Linked DNA regions of Rattus norvegicus: region 2 is linked to region 1. The links are chromatin contacts, called in public Hi-C maps. All regions are on one chromosome and are shown on one strand. The core of a region is the stretch at or near the end of the contact, and the rest is flanking DNA. Distances in the headings are between cores, read along the strand shown.

Region 1 (3,961 bases), core at 950-3,449:
TTCTTCCTGACAGTCCTGTGTTACGCTCTAGAAGAATCTGCCATTGCTGCACTTGCTGTTGTTGCTCCATTAGCAACTTTCTCTCCCAAGGACAACAGGAAGAACCAGGATCATGGAGGAAGTGGTCCCAATCCACAAAGTTGCCCTGGAAAATCTGTGCATCTTCTGAGCCTCAAAGAGCAGAGATCAAAGGTGGTCACCTGTGGCTCCAGCGACTTACCAGCCCCTCTCAGGAAACATCTCCGTCAGACTCCAGGGTCTCTCCGACCGGGTCTCTTCTAGCTGCAGTGACAGCGGCGGCTGTGGCTATAGGCCTGTTTTTAAGTTTTTAAAGTTAGGGTCTTAGCCATGATGAAGTATCTGTCAAGAACAACTTAAGGGAGAGAGGGCTTGTTCTGACTCATGGTTCAAAAGAAGTCCATCGTGGCTGTGCGTGCGGGCGTGCGTGTAGAACATATCCAGTGTCCACCGTGGCTGGAAGAGGCTTTTAGATCCCCTGGAGCTGTAGTAAGAGACAACCAGGGAGCCTTCTGACAGGGAGCCAGATCAGCAAGCAGTTTGACTGCTACTCAGCTCCTGTTCTCTCTTCCTAAAGTCCAGGAAGTCCCTCCCACAATGAAGATGGGTCTTCCCACATCAGCTAACGGTAAGCACTTCCCACAGACATCCTCACTGTCCCAGCCTTTCTGGGTGGTAATAGATGTTGTCACATTGACACTAGCCATCATAGAATAATACAAAGAACACGGGTGACGGCGACTTCGCACATACGTGTCATTATCCACTGTTTTCACTTTTTTCTTCCTCTACTGCCTTTCTTGTTCTCCCTCCCCGTGCAGCCGCCTGCCTGCCTGCCTTCCAGTCAGTCACCCTTTTGGCTTGCCATCATCTTTCTTAAGATCTCTTCTTCCCCTCTTCTCATCCGCTTTCTAGTTTTGTGACGTGCAAGCATAAACTTAGGTCCCATATATGACAGAAAATGGGATGCTTTTTCTGAGTCTGTCATATTTTACTGAGCATGATCATTGTCAGCTGCATCTTTTTTTTTTTTCAGATGACATAATTTCAATTTTCTTCCAGCTCTGTGAGATTCTCTGCAGATGTATTGTTGCCCTACCTTGTCCACTCCCTGGATGTCATGAAGAGTACCACTGTACACACGGTGTCCAAGTATCTTGTGGTGTGTGGACTTAGCATCCTTTGGGAATCTGTCAAAGAGTGGGATAGATGGACACTTCACATTTCCTTCTTTTAAAAAAATCTATTTATTTATTTTGTGTATGTGAGTACACTGTAGCTGTCTTCAGACACACCAGAAGAGGGCATCGGATCCCATTACAGATGGTTGTGAGCCACCATGTGGTTGCTGGGAATTGAACTCAGGACCTCTGGAAGAGCAGTCAGTGCTCTTAACCTCTGAGTCATCTCTTCAACCTTCTTTTTAAAAAAATTAAAGATTCACTTTAAATTATTTACTTATTCATTCATTTATTCTCTGTGTGTGCATGTATGTGTATAATGCATGCACACGTGTGCCCACAGAGGCTAGAAGAGGGTGTCAGATCCCACAGAGCTGGGGTTATAGGCAGTTGGGGAGCCTCCTGATGGGTGCAAGACCAGCAAGCAGCCTTTAATTGCTGAGCCATTCTCCAACCCCTTCAGCCCCTACTTTACACAGCCTTAAAAAAAATCAGGGGACTGGAAAGATGGTTTGGTGTTTGAGAGAACTTGTTGACTTAGGTTTGGTTCCCAGAATTCACATGTTTTATAAGGTGATTCATATCTTTTCCTGACCTCCATGGGTACCAGACATGCATGTGGGCACTTATCTACCTGCACACACACACACACACACACACACACACACACACACCACATACACAAATACACACATACAAATATACACTCACAAACACACATACACATTAATAAAAAAGTACATTTAAAAATATTTTCAATCGCAAACAAAAATTCCTCTTTCCTGTTTTGAAGGCACGTTTAAACATATTGCCTTTCCCTCCCAGTGTGAAGGCATAAGAGAGAGGCACAGGTTGATACTTGCATGAGAATGTCTATTAAATGACTGCTTCTATGCCTACCTCTGTAAAATGTAAGGTTTGACTGTTTCAAACTACCAGAAGCCAGCATAGCTCTGACACTTCTTGGGGAAGACAGCCACCTAGTGGAAATAGTTCCGCAAATATTTGAGGATCAGCAAATAAAAGGAATCCGAGTGCTCAGCCCAACCGAAAACTGCAGTGTTGATTTAAGGGTGTTAAAGAAAATGGCTAGGCTGGTTATGTTGGCATGTGTAAAACTTTACCCAGCACTCGGGAGGCAGAGGAAGGAGGTCTCTGTGAGTTCAGGGCCAGCCTGGCCGATATAGTGAGCGCCAGGCCAGACAGATCTATGTACCTTGTCTCGACAAAACAAAACAATAAAAAAGAAGGGCTTGGGGATGTAGCTTAGCAGAAGAGTGGTTGCTTAGCATGTACGAGGCCTTTGGTTCAGTCTCTAGTACTAAATAATAAACCTCAGCCCCCAAAGCAGTAAACAAAACCCCGAAACCAAAACAAGACAAAATCCACATTCAGATACTACTTAAGTGGATCTGAAAGTGGTGAGAGGAGCGGGTACGGTGGGGTGGGGTGGAGCGGGGCGCGACGGGGCGGGGCTGGGCTGGGCGGGGCCGAGTCGGGTGAGCATTGGCCTTTATTCCCTGGTTCTGGAAATAGAGCCAGCCTTTAGATTAGAGAATAGGAAACTCACAAGCACTGGACTGAGTTTGCCTTGAGGTAGATGGGTGTGTGTCGGTGCGTCTTTACGAGCAGTTTGTTCTCACCATCTATAGTGGTAGAGGTTGAACCCATGGTGTTGCATATTCTACCAGTGGTCCTCAACCTTCCTAATGCTACGACCCTTTAGACCCTTTAATACACTTCCTCATGCTGTGGCGATCCCCAGCCATAACGTTATTTTTGTTGCTACTTCATTAACTGTAATTTTGCTACTGCTGTGAATCATAACGTAAATATCTGTGTTTTCCGATGGTCCCAGGTGACCCCAGTGAGAGGGCGCGATTCTGACCCCCGAGGGGTGGAGACCCACAGGTTGAGAAGTGCTGTTTTAGGCAGATGCTCTGACTGCAAGGTACATTCCCAGCCACCATTAACGTTTAACTGCTGCGGTCTATTCGCCGATCACTGGATTTTTAGAATGGATGAATTCTTCAATTTAGACTTAACACTTTAGTAACAATTTAATAACAAAGGCTACTGAAATTATAAATAGTGTGGCAGTAGGTTCGGTTACGGGTGCTTGAGCTACGTTAGATTTTATATGCAGTTTTTTAAAATTTCCTTCTAAATTAGAACTAATTCACAATTATGAGTCATCAGAAATGGGGGAGGGGCTGCGGTTTTCAGTGGTAGAGCCCACACCTTGAATGCACAAAATCCTGGGTTTTCTTCCTCATACTAAAGAGGGGCACAGGTTTTGACAAACTTTGATAGTTTGGGGCTTTTGAATTGAATGCAAATCCAGGAATCTGGGAGAGATCCCCCCAGCAGAACATCTGGCTCTGTCAGGGCAGATGCTGACGCTTTAAACATCTGTCTGTGTAGCTCCAAGAGAGAAGTTTGATGCTATGCTACAGAGTTTGATTGCGTTTTTAGTTTATTAGCATTCTTATTATGATCACGTACAATGTGTTCATTTTGGCATATGCAAAATATCCTCAGGCCCATTTGTGGAGCCGGACGAGAACTTCGTAGAGGGTTTCTGCCTTTGCAAGGGTCTCTGAGCTTGAACTCAGGACATCTCAGTGGCCCTGGTCATAGTTTTAAAATATGCCTCATGTACCGTGGATTTCTTTCTTGACAGAATGAAGCATTTGTCTCTTGAAAAGTTTTGTAATCAATTGCATCACTTCTCAATTAAAAGAAAACAAACAAACTATGGC
Region 2 (3,961 bases), core at 689-3,188, 95 kb before region 1:
AGGATGGCAGCCCTGTAGGAGGACCAGCAATCTCAATTAACCCCTGAGATCTCGCAGACACTGGATCACCAACCAGGCAGCTGAGATGAGGCCTCCAACACATATACACCAGAGGACTCCCGGGTCTGGGCTCAGTCAGAGAAGATGCACCTAACCCTCAAGAGACTGGGGGCCCCAGGAAGTTTAGAGGTCTGATGGGGTGGGGACATTCTGACTGTGGTGGGGGTTGCGGGGAGGAGGTATGGAATGTGGAACAGTGGGGGATTAAAAAAAAAACTCTTGGGCTGGAGAGATGGCTCAGCGGTTAAGAGCACCCTACTGCTCTTCCAGAGGTCCTGAGTTCAATTCCCAGCAACCACATGGTGGCTCACAACCATCTGTAATGGGATCTGATGCCCTCTTCTGGTGTATCTGAAGACAGCTACAGTGTACTTATAAATGAATAAATAAATCTTTAAAAAAAAAAACTCTTGAAATGTAAATAAGAAATACTCAAGTTAATAAAGATGAAAAAAATACTGAGAAAAAAAAAAAAAAAAAACTCATATAGCCAGGCAAGGTGGTGCACATCTTTAAGGTCACATACCAAAATTAGATAAGGAAACTCAGTACTGAGAAGTCAAAGACCTTGAACACACTAAGCAAGTCCTCTACCAGTGAGAAACATCCCCATTCCCTGGAGAAATAAGAGCTTTATCAAAATAACTTTTTATTATTACTGTGTGTATTACTTGTATGCGCCTGAATGGAGATCACAGGACAACTTTGTGATGCCATTCCTCTTTTCCTACCCTCACATGGGTCTCCCCAGCCTCTTGGCAATAAACTCTTAAAGTAAAAAAAAAAAAAAAAAAGACCACATATACTATGGAGCTAAAGGTGAGATGAATATAAAAATCTCAAAGTTTAAAAGTAACTTTGCTTAAAATACAAGGTCAAGGTCACAGTCAGATCCACAATGAACTCAAGGCAGGAGAGACCCTGTTTTAAAAAAAAGGGCGTCTTATGGCCCAGCAAATTAAAGAGACTTGCTGCTCAGCCTGGTCATCTGAGTTGAATCCTTCAATTCTTGAGACCAACAAGGTGGGAGGAGATAGCAGATTCCTGAAACTTGTCTTTTGGCTTCCTCAAATGCGCTGTAGCATTCAAGCACACACACACAACAATAAGAGTAAACAAAATTCTTTTTTAATTTTATAAATGTTATTATAAAAAACTTGCAAAGAAAAATAAACACACAGCAAAACTAACTCGACCCAAAGTCTACCCCTCTCCTGAAGAGGCAGGCGAAGAACGGGTTAGTGCTTAATTATGCCACTTGGATTTGTATTACTTTCCAACCACAAAGCAATTAGTTCTTTTAGGACCTTTGAGTTTTGAAAGATATTTAGAACTAATTTACCATATCCCAAATAGTTAAAAAACCAGAATGCCCCCGCTTAGGTGTACTGATGAAAATACAGAACTGAGTGATAAGAAAAATAGACTGAAAATAGTGGGACTTTTGAGACGACTCCATAGGCAAAGGTGATTGCCACCCCACTGGGCCCTACAAACGAGTTGGATCCCTGGGGTACACACATACAAGAAATAACGTGCGATGCAAAAAGAAAAAAGAAAACTGCGAATAGCATCTGGTTCTGAATATTGTTTCATTTTATCTTTTTTTTTAACTATATAGACCAGATAAATATGTACAAGTTTCAAAAGGAAAGAAAGTTGTGTTAACATTTGCCTTATTTTCAGCGGTGGAAGCAAATTCAGCATTTTATATTTCATGTTACATGGCTGTTTCTATTATATATCTGCGGCGGAGTGAGTCTGCTCGCCGTTGTATCTTCTGTGTGTGTTAGCAGCGGGTGAAACCTAGTGTGAGAGAAGTCTGGGAGGGGCATGAAGGGGGAGGCCCCTTCTGTCCCATTGATAACAGGTTAATTCACAGACAGCCGTATAAAGCAGACTAATCCCTTATGCAGTCATTCGCTCTATCTCCACCTCTTCTGGAATTCGGTAAGCGAAAAGCACAGGTATCCGATTAACCTGAAATGATTTTGTAGACAGTTTGGTGGTAGGGTTGGGAGGGCGATCATTAAGCTTCATTTTTCTATCTTAGTGAAAGTTTTAAACCGATTCCTTAAACATTAAGTTGTTCCCTTAGGAAAGGCAGCTCTTTAGAGGGGCTCTTCGCTGCTAGCAGAACACTTGCTTCGGGGAAAATCGGGTCAGGGGAGTTGGCAGGTTCCTGTGTCCAGGGAGAGGGCTGAGCGGGATTCATCTGGAGCCTTCATTCGCAGATCCGAGGATGCTCCTCACCGCGTGCTACCTGCGCTGAGGCTCCAGGAATCCCAGAGGAGTGGCATGGCCAACGCGGGCGTGAGTCCTCCCAGGCCGCGGGCGTCGCTCTCGCCGCTGTCGCTGCTACTGCTGCTGGGAGGCTGCTTCCTCTCGGCCGCCGGGAGGGACAAGGGGGCGGCTGGCAGGGAAGTGGCCCGGGCCTCCGGCCCCAGAGACGGCTCCTTGGGTCGCTTCGTGAGCCCAGAGCAGCACGCGTGCAGCTGGCAGCTCCTGGTGCCCGCCCCGGGGACGCCGACGGGCGGAGAGCTGGCCCTGCGCTGCCAGGTCCCGGGCGGGGCGAGCCTGCACTGCACCTACCGCGGGTATCCAGAGCGCTGCGCGGCCACCGGCTCCCGGAGCGCGCACTACTGGAAACGGCTGCTGGGCGCGCTGCGCAGGAGACCGCGGCCCTGCCTGGACACCGCGCCGCTGCCGCCGCGCCTGTGCGCCCACAAGACGGCCAGCGCTGAGCTACACCCGCCCGCGCACTCCAGCCTGCCCGCACGTCCTAGCGAGGAGCCCCGGCCCAGGGTGCGGAGCCGGGCTCGACCGCGACAGTCGGTGCGGTCCCCGAGCTCCCAGCCCGAAAAGAAGCCCTTGCTGGTGAAGTCCAACTCAGGCGGGAGGAAGGCGGGCTCAGACCCGGTTCCGGAGACTCCTGAGGCGGTCGGACTCCAGCCCAACGGGCTGGACCAGAATGCCGAGCTCACTGAGACCTACTGCACTGAGAAGTGGCACTCCCTTTGCAACTTCTTTGTCAATTTCTGGAATGGCTGAGGCTGCGGGCTGGCAGGAGCACTAGGGGCAGGTGCTGCGGAGCAGAGGACAGCGCAGCCGGGGCGGAAGGCGTAGGGCATTTTAGACTAGGAACTGGGATGGAGGGTAGGCTAGTCGGGATTCCAAAATAGGGCAGCAGGTCAGGGTGAGAAGAATCTGAGTCAGCAGGAGAGCTTTTTTTTGCGGCATCTCAATTTTGCCTTAAGGAGCAGAAGAAATACTGGAAACAGATATATATTATGCAAAAAGAAGCTGAATAGCGGGAATGAGAAGACTAAAGAGGTGCGAATTTCTCCTAGGAAGTGGGATACAATGTATATCACCACATTTTTAAATGAACTGTGCGTAAGAACCTGAGTCATGTTGAATGGTTCGAAATCTCGGGTTTTCAGCTTGAGAAAATGAATACCCATCCTCCCTCCTTTCTGGATTGTAATGAACTCTGAGTGTGACTTGGCATCACACCTTCTATGTAGATTAAAGCCTTGTAGGTTAAATAAATAAATAAATCTAAGACTGGATTATCAGGACAATTGTTTCTCAGTCCCTTTACTACTAATTTTGAGGTGAATTTTGAGCCTACTGTCCTGAAAGTTTAACTACGTAAAATCAGAAGTGAATTTTAGAAGTGTAGTGCCCTCCAGATCTTCAAGTACAAACAAAAACTCCAGGCCTGTAAATTGTGATCACTCTTTTTAAAAAATCAGCTAAAATGCAAACATGTCTCTCAGTACTTGGGCCTTCATCTCCTTTGTAATTAAATTTAAAACGTGGTTTTTAAAAATATGTTGTAACAATCGTCTTTAATTAAAAATAAGGTCGTAAAACGATGGAAATTCTGCGATTTCTT

Evidence for each region. A called contact is a pair of places that touch in the nucleus more often than the background predicts.
Region 2: a contact with region 1 is called in a Hi-C map of liver, with 4 times the contacts expected there. The contact joins the promoter of Fgfbp3 here to the enhancer-like site in region 1. A contact is called at or near these places in 9 of 12 Hi-C or Micro-C datasets (the A7r5 cell line, Schwann cells, frontal cortex and 5 more).

What each region holds. Positions count from the first base shown.
Region 1 is chr1:243,962,154-243,966,114 of GRCr8, reverse strand. LOC134485232 (a long non-coding RNA gene) reads left to right here. Exons shown (of 3, transcript XR_010063254.1): 1 at 1-646. Among named protein-coding and RNA genes, the nearest start is that of Tnks2, 17 kb to the left of the region's middle. Within about 2 kb of position 2,199, at least 34 of the 93 cell types and tissues checked have an H3K27ac peak or open chromatin away from gene starts, as enhancers often do. A contact at or near this core is called in liver, where this site is marked.
Region 2 is chr1:244,056,551-244,060,511 of GRCr8, reverse strand. Fgfbp3 (fibroblast growth factor binding protein 3) reads left to right here and starts at 1,938. Exons shown (of 2, transcript NM_001109165.1): 1 at 1,938-2,010; 2 at 2,295-3,943. The coding sequence starts at 2,359. The coding sequence ends at 3,111.